Linked DNA regions of Mus musculus: all the other regions are linked to region 1. The links are chromatin contacts, called in public Hi-C and promoter capture Hi-C maps. All regions are on one chromosome and are shown on one strand. Each heading gives the region's core, a stretch centred on a gene start, on an enhancer-like site or on the middle of the called end of the contact. The rest is flanking DNA. Distances are from core to core; before and after follow the strand shown. Region 1 overlaps Syt14 (synaptotagmin XIV). Region 2 has its middle 15 kb from the start of Hsd11b1. Region 3 holds the start of Hhat (hedgehog acyltransferase).

Region 1 (3,427 bases), core at 357-2,856:
ACTACAGCAATGATTCAGAGTCTTAAGCAATCTCTCGCTCTTCTGATTAGTGTCTGAAAGCAGATTGCCTCAGAAAGTTAGGTTGTGTTAGTAAACATCTCATCGATGTGGCAAATTATCTGAAATAATCAACTAAAAGAAAGACAGGTCTACTCCGGCTCATAGTTTCAAAAGTCTCAGTCCATGGTCATGGTTGCCTGAGCATACTGCTACAAGCCTGCAGTGGCAAACACAGCTGGCCAGAATACATAGCAGAGGAGCCATGCTCACCTATGGCAGCTACGGATCAAAAAACAGACTCAGGTAGGGGTCAAAGTCTCACTATCTCCGTTACAGGCATGTTTGCAAGGATCTAACTTTTTCCCACTAGGCTCAATCCACAGAACCATAGGCTGGGGAATAAGCCTTTAATATGGGAGTTCTTGGAGGACAATTCTAATAAAATTATAGCAGACTATATTCAGATTTCATTTCCCATGGTTTCACGTAACTATGATTAGCAGCCTGTAGCATCAAACAACAATTTCAAGAAGTAAACAATTTCTAGGTTTCAATGGTACAGCACTGTAAGCAGCAGGATGAAGTTCAGTGTCACCGTCTGTAATGTCAGTCACCTCTCTTCAGTCAGAAACAACCCACAAAGAAGCACATATATACTGGTTTTTCAAAGGAATCTCAGTGTAGTCGGGGTAGCCTTTTTCAACAGTGAATGAAATCATCACTAACCATAGGCAAGAAAGTGAACTGTACTCCATGCACAAAAATTACTCAAAATAAATATCAAGATGAACTTTATGCATGCAAAAATAATAGGATTTTAAATCTTCATTCATTATAGCAATGAAATACATAACACATAATGGGAATAACAAAAATGTGTAAAGCTGTGGAGTGCTATCAGCACACACAGAAAACAAAAAAACTAACATGTTCTGAATGAAAAAGCAATACACTTAGAAATTCAACTACTTTTACCAAGATCCTCTCAGAACCAGGGAAGGGGACATAAACTGCACAAGAAGATGCTTGGCAAGATTATTTCAAAGGTCATCTGGGAAAATGGGCAGCCAGAAAGATATCAGCCCTAAGACCCAGAAGATTTACAGTATAAATGGGGAGCAAAGGCTATTCTGTAACTCTTCATTTTTCATTCTGACAGAAGCTAAGCTTCTGCACAGAGAGACTGTAAAGTTACGGCACACTTACACACTGCACTTACTGGCTCAGGAGGCTTACACTAATCACTGTCTCAAAAATTTATCATTTCTTTCCAATAAAAGCCAGGAATCGTGCTGCATGCTTATAATCCCCATACTGGGAAAGCAGAGACATGAAGGTCATAACTGAGGCCAGTCTGGCCCACAGAGTATGACCTCCAAAACCCAAAACACACAAAATACCTCACAGACAGATAACAACAGTTGGCTACACATGGAATCAGTTCTGTAAGGACTCAGAAATCCAATCTTGTTCAATACACTGGCAGGGACAGACCCTGAACCTCAGCCAGAGGAGGAGTTTGTCTGGTGAAGGATCAGTTTGTCAGAGTAGGCCAGGCAGATTTTGTTCTAGCAACAAAGTGTGGACCTGCTCCTTTTCAAAGCATGTTACAAAGCAGTGCACAGCAGATGGATGATGCAGATGGGTTGGAAAAGCTCAAGCAGGCTTCCAGGTTCTAAAGCTGGTCTACAGTTTCATTCCCCCGAACGCCTAGTGTCAAACACACAAAACTCACAACCTTTAGAGAAGGACAGAAGGGAAGGAAAAAAATGGTCCTTTCTGACAATAGTACTTCAGAGAGAGCAGAATGGGGTTGGGGAGCTGTGCAGTCACCAGCACCTTCCCTTCCCATTGTACTTTTACCTATGACTACTGCCTAGCCTGCACCCCACCTCGCCTGTCAGTGCTGGAAGAACCTGCAGCAGAGTCAATGGGTATTAGAAACAACAGTCACTGCAGGAGACTCTTTCTCTCTCTAGACTCACAACAGAAGTTCAAGGAACTGAGAATGAGAATCCATGCTCCTACTTTCTGTGAAACTGCAGATGAAAATGTCATTTTAATAATAGTAGCAAAAGCTTATTCTTTGCTAACATCACATCTCTATAAATTCACAACCTAATCAAAGTTCCTTGAACCAGGGTTTAAAAAAAAAAAAAAAAGGAAAGAAAGGGCTTAAAATACATTCCAACAGCTGGGCATGGTGGCACACACTCCCGGCACTTGAGAAGCAGGTGGAGCTCTGTGAGTTAGAAATCAACCTGCTCTATGTAGTGAGTGCCAAGTCTGCCAGGGCTACCTAGTGAGACTCTATCTTACAAAAATTCTTTTGACATTTTAATAGAACAGTTAGAAAAACCTGGTAGTCATTCCATATCTGTTATTTTTCCTTTTAGAAGTCATCAAGACACATTGACACAAAGATATTGGCCCTAAGGCTCGGAAATTTCAAAAACAGTATAAATAGGTAAAATGTTGTACTAAATTCTAGACTTTGCATTTTGACAGAAAGTCAAGCTTCTTCACAGAGACAGTGTGAAAATGTGGCATATTTACACACTCAACTCAGGAGCTTACAATATTGACTTTCTTGAAACTATGTCATTGCTTTCCAAGAAAACATTCAAAATCCTCTTCTTGCTGCTTTGGATTTTAGCACATTTCACGGTAACTACCACTTTCTATGCCATAGATACCAACACCAGCCCTCCAAGCCACTGTGATCATTAGGCAGTCCTGATCTTTGTCCCTCACTCTGGCACTATTATTCTCCTAACTGAAAAGACTTAGCTCTATAAATGTCCACCCACAAGAGACTGCCTCAAGTTTCCATGCTTAAGTAAAATTCTCACCTCAGCTTCGAACACAGCTGAAACTACTATGAGTACTATTACTTTTGAATATTTTTTAAAGTAAACATGTTCTTTATTACATACTGTTTAGCCCCAAAAAGGAAAGGAGGATATAAGCAGTCTTTGCTATTCTGTGAGATCTTCTGTCTTCCACCCTTCTCCACCCCTTTTCTTCCATGCTTTTAACCCCCTAACACTAGATAAGAGGGAAAACAGGGGTAGAGAGGAAAGGGAAGAGACCCCTGAATAAAGTCAGGGGTCAGAAAGGGATCCGTGTTATTGTTAGACCACTTCCTGCTGATTAGAGCATTGAGCTCTTTGGGGCAAGTTTAGTCTTCACTGTCAGGATATCTAATTTCCTCCTCCTCCTCCTCCTCCTCCTCCTCCTCCTCCTCCTCCTCCCCTTCCTCCTCGTTTCTTCTTTGTTCCAGAGTACTTTACAAACCAAGACCAACAACAACCAACAACTCACCCTGCCTCCCAAGGCCCTGTATATATCCTCTGAAAACTCCCCAAAATTCCAAACATCATACAATCTCAGAAACTATCTGCAGCTGGCAAAACTGCACCTTTGC
Region 2 (3,427 bases), core at 479-2,978, 250 kb after region 1:
ATTAGGTGTTATGATGTCTCTCTCCTGCACTGCTCTTTCTGCCTGGGTTGGCTTTGCCTATCTTGGAGTCTTTTGTGGTGCTGAATGAATTTGAATTTTAGGATTTTTTTTTTTACTAGTTCTGTGAAAGAATGTCATCAGGATCTTGATCGGATCGCATCAAATCTATAGATTTCTTTTGGAAAGAGCTATTTCACAATATTGATTCTGCCAGGACATTTCTAGGATTTCCTTCAAGTCCTTCAGTGTTTGAAAGTCCTCACCTTATTGGATAGGGTTGTTCTTAGGTGTGTTATAATATGGAACTATTGTGAATAGTATTTTGTTTTTTTTCCTGATTTTTTTTTCTTAGCAAATTCATTATTAGCATATTGAAAACGATTGGTTTTTGTAGGTTGGTTTTGAATCCCAAAGGTTTTAACAGACTTCTGGCAGGAGAGGGCGCCCAAGGGTTGGAAGAAGAAAATGACTGCAGCAATTTAAAGGCAGGCAGACACTAAGACTTAATTTCTGGCAATATTTCTATTATCCAGAGGGACCTCTGGGTTAAGTCAGGACAAAAGAGGATGAAGGAGAAGGGAGGAGAAAGACTCATAAGCACTGACACATACCTAGAAAGAGCCATATACAGGAAACTAGTATCCCTGACGCCCTCCTACACACACACACACACACACACACACACACATACACTACATATACACACTTCACATGCACTCACACACACTACACAAACACATACCACACACACATACACACTACACACACACCTATACCACACACACAATGCACACACATGCTCACACACACTTTCATACACTACATACACACTTATACACACACTCACACACTTACACACATACACACACTACAAATACACACTCCACATACACTCACACACACTACACAAACACATACACCCTATACCACATACACACTACACACACACCTATATCAAGCACACACAATGCACACACATGCTCACATACACTTACATACACTACACACACATGCACACACACACTTATACACACACTATACACACACACTCACAACATTGCACACATACATACTACACACACACACATGCTACACACACACACTCATACACTACACATACACCCCCCTACACAACACACACACACACACACCACACATACCTATACCACACAATGCACACACTACACACACTCACACATACACACTACACACATACATACACCCTTCCCCCACACACCACAATACCCCCACCCCCCACACACACACCATATCACACCTGGTCCAGAAAAGTGGAGGACAGTTCTCAGACCCCAGCAGGCCTGATGAATATTAGTCAAGGGTAGGACTCAGATATGTGCATTTTTTCCAAGGCTCCTGACAGAGAGGTTCCTGTTTGCCCCAGCAAGCTCTTGGACCTTCTTCAAGGCTCATTTGTGCATACTTCTTTACAAAATCCAGCTTTAGCAAGGTCCTGCTGGTTCAGGTTGGCAAGAACCCTCTCTGCTGCCACCCCTCTCAAGTATCTATTTAACCTTGATATCTGATCAGTCTCCTCATCTTCCTCCATCCCCAGGCAATGGCAGTCACCGTGGCCAGCCTTCAGCGAGATCCCTGACCCGTCAGCCCCATCAGAACCATCTCTTTTCTCTCACTCTGATGTTTCCTCTTAGTAATTTTCCATCTACCAATTGCCGCTCTGCAGTTTGGCTGCAAACCATCACTTGTCTGGTCTGTGTTTGGAAATAAGCCCAGTTTTGTGCCGAGCTCTTCCTTCCCTCATGGCAACAGTCCTGTATGGGGTCTAGCCCCTTTAACCAGGTTCTAGCTCTAGCTTCCTGTGATCCTATACAAAGAGGTTCGAGGAGCCTGTTCAACAAAGTGAACTCTGCATTTGTTAATTAGACTGTTAGTTTAGGCTTAACTTAGTGATTCCAGGCACCAATGTGTGGCTGATAGAACACAACTGAGCCTCTTTTAAATGTAATTCTCCATGCTGGCAAGACGGTCTAGTTGATAAAGTGTAAGCATGGGAAAGAGAGTTCAGTTCCCAGCACCCACATTAAAAGCTGGGTATGATGGTGTGTGCCTGCAATCACAGTTCTAGGGACATGGACTCAGGCAGATCCCTGGGGCTTGCTAGCCACCAGCATCCCCTAACCATCAAGCCCCAGGTCTTAGTGAGAGACCTTGTCTCAGACAATAAGATGGATCGCTCGTGAGGAACCACACAGAGACTGATCTCTGACTTCTACAGGAACTCACACACAGAATGGTACACACATACACACACACACATTTGTATACATACACTAAATAAATTTGTATACCTGTCAACATAGTGAATTGGAATGTTTTAAAGGTCTCATGATTTCTGAAGGATCTCAAAGCCTCCGGGCCACATAGTCCTACTCACAGGCACTAGCTTTAATACTTACCACACCCCCTGCCCCCAGGAGGGTTCAACTATATATTTGTTAAACAATATCCTTTTAAGTACTTTTTAATTTTTTCAAATTTAGAAGTCATTTACTGATTTCCCATAAGGAACATCTGGTTTTTTTCCCTATTCATTTATTTATTAGATATTTTCTTTTTTATATTTATTTATTATTAGATATTTTCTTTATATACATTTCAAATGCTATACCGAAAGTTCCCTATACCCTCCCTCCACCCTGCTCCCCTACCCACCCACTCCCGCTTCTTGGCACTGGCATTCCCCTGTACTGGGGCATATAAAGTTTGCAATACCAAGGGGTCTCTCTTCCCTGTGATGGCCAACTAGGCCATCTTCTGCTACAAATGCAGCTAGAGACACGAGCTCAGGAGGTACTGGTTAGTTCATATTATTGTTCCACCTGTAGGGTTGCAGACCCCTTCAGCTCCTTGGGTGCTGTCTCTAGATTCTCCATTGGGGGCCCTGTGTTCCATCTTATAGATGACTGTGAGCATCCACTTCTGTATTTGCCAGGCACTGGCATAGCCTCATACGAGACAGCTATAACAGGGTCCCTTCAGCAAAATCTTTCTGGCATTGTGCAATGGTGTCTGGGTTTGGTGGCTGATTATGGGATGGATCCCTGGGTGGGGTAGTCTCTGGATAGTTCATCCTTTCGTCTTAGCTCCAAACTTTGTCTCTGTAACTCCTTTCATGGGTATTTTGTTCCCTATTTTAAGGAGGAATGAAGTATCCACCCATTAGTCTTCCCTCTTCTTGATTTTCTTGTGTTTTGCAAATTGTATCTTGGGTGTTCTATGTTTCTGGGCTAATATCCACTTATAAGTGAGTGCATATCTAATGACTTCTTTTGTGATTGGGTTACCTCACTAAGGATGATATCCTCCACATTTGTCCAAGAATTTCATAAATCCATCGTTTTTAATAGCTGAGTAGTACTCCATTGTGTAAATGTACCACATTTTCTGT
Region 3 (3,427 bases), core at 569-3,068, 230 kb before region 1:
GGCATTTTGATCAAAAGGATAAAAAAGATAACTTAAACTACTACCTTCTCTCTCTCTCTTCCTTCCTCCCTCCCTCCCCCCTCTCTCTCCCCCTGCCCTCTTTCTCCTCTTTCTTATGAGAGTTATGATCAAATATCCTGCAATAGAACATTATACAAATCTGAGCTTTCATGGCGTTTTGATAACTTTGTTTCAGTATTATTTATAATCCCTGTATTTTTGTGACTTTTACTTATTTTTAAATTTGGTTTTGTTTCTTGGGACAGGGTCTCATGTAGCAATGGCTGCCTTGACCTCTTGGCCCCCTGCTTCCAAGCAGCCCCATCCTGAGTTCTTTCCACACCTTTTTAAAAGCCTCCAAAAAGGCCCGTAGCAAGTTCTGCAAGAACCAAGAATTTTATTTCTCTGAGGCCCCAAAGTATGGCACCCCTGCCCTTGGGCCACACTGACCTGGGATCACCAGGAGATCTTGCCAACTGCCAACCAGGGCCTTGACCTCACCTTCAGCTGGTGACTCTCCAAGAGAAAGCCAAGTAAAAACCAGGTAAAGCCTTTGTCCCCAAAGAAGGCTCCAAACCCCAGCCCCTAGCATAGACAATTCATTGGTGCTGGTGGCCTTGAAGGGTCTTGGAGAACACAGCTTGTCTTTCTGGGGTGCTGTCAAAACAACACATCCATCAGAACTGTCCTTAGCCAGCACATAAACCATCCTACGGGGAGAGAAATCACAGGGAAGTCGGAACATGAAGAATAGAAGCCAGAAAGAATGGACTTCTAGACCCTGAGTGAAAGCGCACAGCCCTTCAAAGCTTTCCCTGAGCCGCGTCCTGTGGCACTGGAGCAGATGCTCAGCTCTACATAATAGAACACCACACTGAACGGAGCAGACACACTGCATAACGCTGTCAGTCCCCACACGTAGAAGGCCCTGATCTAAAAGCGGCCAATAGCTGTTGAATCTGGGGGAGGAGAGCCTGCATAAAAACTGGTGTCTCCCAGTCTTGCCACTGAACAGATGAGGGAAACTAAGTCCAGAGAGTTTCTGGAAAGCGAAAGAGATCTTTAAACTGAGAACTGGGGCTCGGTGGTTAAACATTTGCTGCACGGGTTTGTTGGCCCAATTTCAACACACACACACACACACACACACCACGAAGAAAACAGAAATCTCTGAGCTGGGCCGGGTGGGGGCGTGGGGAGGGCCTGTAGGCGCCCTTCCTGCAGGGAGCAGCAGGGTTCTCGGTTCCCGGGACTCCGTGCCTTTGTGTCGCCGCCCTCCAGCACGCGGACACGGACACGGGAAGCGGAAACGCTATTGCGTTTCTCCCCCACGTCAGCGGCGAGCCTCCCACGACCTGCTGCGGCACCCCAGCCAGCCCCCTGTCTCCGCGCAGGTTAAGTCGTGGCAGCCTTTGCAACCACAGGCCCCTGCACGGCCGCCAGCTCCACGCGCGCCCGCCGCCAGCCCCCGCGCGCCCTCTGACCCTGCGGGGCCTCACCACCCACGCCCCCTCCTGCTCTCCACGCGCGCCCCCGATGCACGGCTTTTCCCCTGTCTGTCTCGCGCGGGCGAAATCACCTGGATCGCAGTGTGCAGAGCTGGGCGAGCGGGAGAGAAGGCGTCCCTGCACCCCGCCGCGCTGAGCCGCGGCCCGGGAGGGACTCGCGAGCACAGCGCGGGTCAGAGGCCGCGGGGGTGAGCGCCTGGCCTGAGATGTTGTGCCCGGGTTCCCGAACGCAGGATTGGCCAGGGCTCTGTACATTTACTGGAGCCGAATCATTACACAGGGTCCCACCAGAACCTCAGGCTCCAGGATTCTTCCGGTCCCCAAAGGAATGAGTCTGGGGCGGGGGTGTGTACGGCCTGCCCTGCTACAGGAAGATGACTTAGACCAGTGAAGGGCAGACTAAATAGAGCTGGAGAAATCTCTGCAAAACCGACTTTAAAATCATCTTCACTTCCACCTTCCCCAGCACCAACTAAAACAGCCGGACCAGGAGTGCCAGGTTGCCCAAAATAAAAACACAGGGTGCCAAGTTAATACTTTCTTGGTATCATATGGCCTTTGTTGTTTGGAAGACGTAATATACTTTCTAACAGTTCCTGGGGGTTGGAGAGATGTGGCTCAGTGAGTAAGGGTTTGCTATGCAAGTGTTAGGATCTGAGTTTAATCCCCACACTGAAGTAAAGAGCCAGGCATGGCTGGTGTGCCTGTAGCCCCGTCATTGAAGGTAGAGACTCTATCGAACCCCTAGATCCTGACCAGCTGCCTTAGTCTAAACAGGAAGCCTCCAATTAGAGGCTAATGCAGACCCTGCACCACAAAAATGAGGTGAGGCAAGAGGAAGATGTGGAAGCCTTGCTCTGGCCTCTTCAGGAGAGCACCCAACATGCATACAACATATATGTCTTGTATATTTGTAATAACAGTGTGCCTTGGTACCTGACAAGTCTGGTCACTGTAATAAAGCCCAGGGTTTGGCCCAGAAGGTGCCAAAGTGTTAGCTCTGCTCTGGGACAGTCAGAAGAGGTGGTCCTCTTCTGTGTCAGGTTCTAAATGGCCTGTTACTGTGGGTTCAATGCCATTTAAGTCTAACTCTTTTCTACATGTGCACAGTGCTCATTTGAAGACATAAAATAAAGTCAGGTTTGGCTAATGTAAATCAGAAACATCTGTGTAAGAGAAAATACTCCAGGCTTGTGACCCAGCTATACAGCCAAGACAGGAGGATCCGAAGTTCAAAACCAGGGCTACAGAGTGATTTTGACAAACTGTCTCAAAATGTAAAAGTAAGCATTGGCAGAGGAGACACAGCTCAGTGGTGGAGCCTTGCCTCACATGCAGAACACCCACAATACCAAAGCCCAAAGCAAGACTAAGCAATGAGCTGAAGAACGTGCCGGCGGGGAATATTCCAAGTGGTACTTCTTAGTACACGTGGATTTAAAACAGTTGATGGAAACATCAGAATCCAGTTGCACGTAGACAAGAGACTTGAGTGTGGGAGTGTATTTTGACAAAATTATCTTATATTCTAAGAGACTGGAAGCTTTGCTGGGCTTCTCGGGTGAAGTTAATAATATACATTGAGGTCACTCAAGACTACTTTCTAGTCGGCCTGTTTGTTTAACTTGCCTTTCAGAGAACAATGTAACAATGGGCTTTACTTGTCTTGGGTTTCCCATATAACCAACTTTCACAATCTAAACAAATGCATAGCTGTAAGCTTCAATATGTGCTTCTCCATGCCATGACCCAGTGTCATGTATGTGTGCTCTAATAATCATCTGCTGAAAACATACAAAAGAGATTTAAAGCAGTCTTCTTAAGTGAGCATTCACTGTAAGTCTTGAGGACAACATTCTGATGTTGCTTGTTGGCTGTTTGTTATCAGGGCCACTTGGTGTTGGTGACTTATCTCTTGT

The links. Promoter capture Hi-C pulls out the DNA fragments that hold promoters and counts their contacts. A called contact is a pair of places that touch in the nucleus more often than the background predicts.
Region 2: a Hi-C map of cerebellum shows a contact between it and region 1, with 2.5 times the contacts expected there. The contact joins two enhancer-like sites. A contact is called at or near these places in 14 of 484 Hi-C or Micro-C datasets (the 3T3-L1 cell line, B cells, the HPC-7 cell line and 10 more) and 2 of 9 other capture datasets (liver and pancreatic islet).
Region 3: a contact with region 1 is called in a promoter capture Hi-C map of hippocampal neurons, with 3 times the contacts expected there. The contact joins the promoter of Hhat here to the enhancer-like site in region 1. A contact is called at or near these places in 4 of 39 promoter capture datasets (3T3-L1-derived adipocytes, cranial neural crest, epiblast stem cells and 1 more), 1 of 15 datasets of contacts at CTCF or cohesin (pro-B cells), 5 of 484 Hi-C or Micro-C datasets (cerebral cortex, cortical neurons and embryonic stem cells), 2 of 115 datasets of contacts at active chromatin or transcription factors (bone marrow-derived macrophages and embryonic basal ganglia) and 1 of 9 other capture datasets (adipose tissue).

Annotation. Positions count from the first base shown.
Region 1 is chr1:193,002,540-193,005,966 of GRCm38.p6, forward strand. All of the region lies in intron 2 of Syt14 (synaptotagmin XIV), which reads right to left. Among named protein-coding and RNA genes, the nearest start is that of Syt14, 32 kb to the right of the region's middle. Within about 2 kb of position 1,607, at least 16 of the 459 cell types and tissues checked have an H3K27ac peak or open chromatin away from gene starts, as enhancers often do. A contact at or near this core is called in cerebellum and hippocampal neurons, where this site is marked.
Region 2 is chr1:193,255,248-193,258,674 of GRCm38.p6, forward strand. It overlaps a transcript of Hsd11b1 not described here. Among named protein-coding and RNA genes, the nearest start is that of Hsd11b1, 15 kb to the left of the region's middle. Within about 2 kb of position 1,729, at least 31 of the 459 cell types and tissues checked have an H3K27ac peak or open chromatin away from gene starts, as enhancers often do. A contact at or near this core is called in cerebellum, where this site is marked.
Region 3 is chr1:192,769,401-192,772,827 of GRCm38.p6, forward strand. It overlaps Hhat (hedgehog acyltransferase), which reads right to left and starts at 1,819. Exons shown (of 12, transcript NM_144881.4): 1 at 1,580-1,819.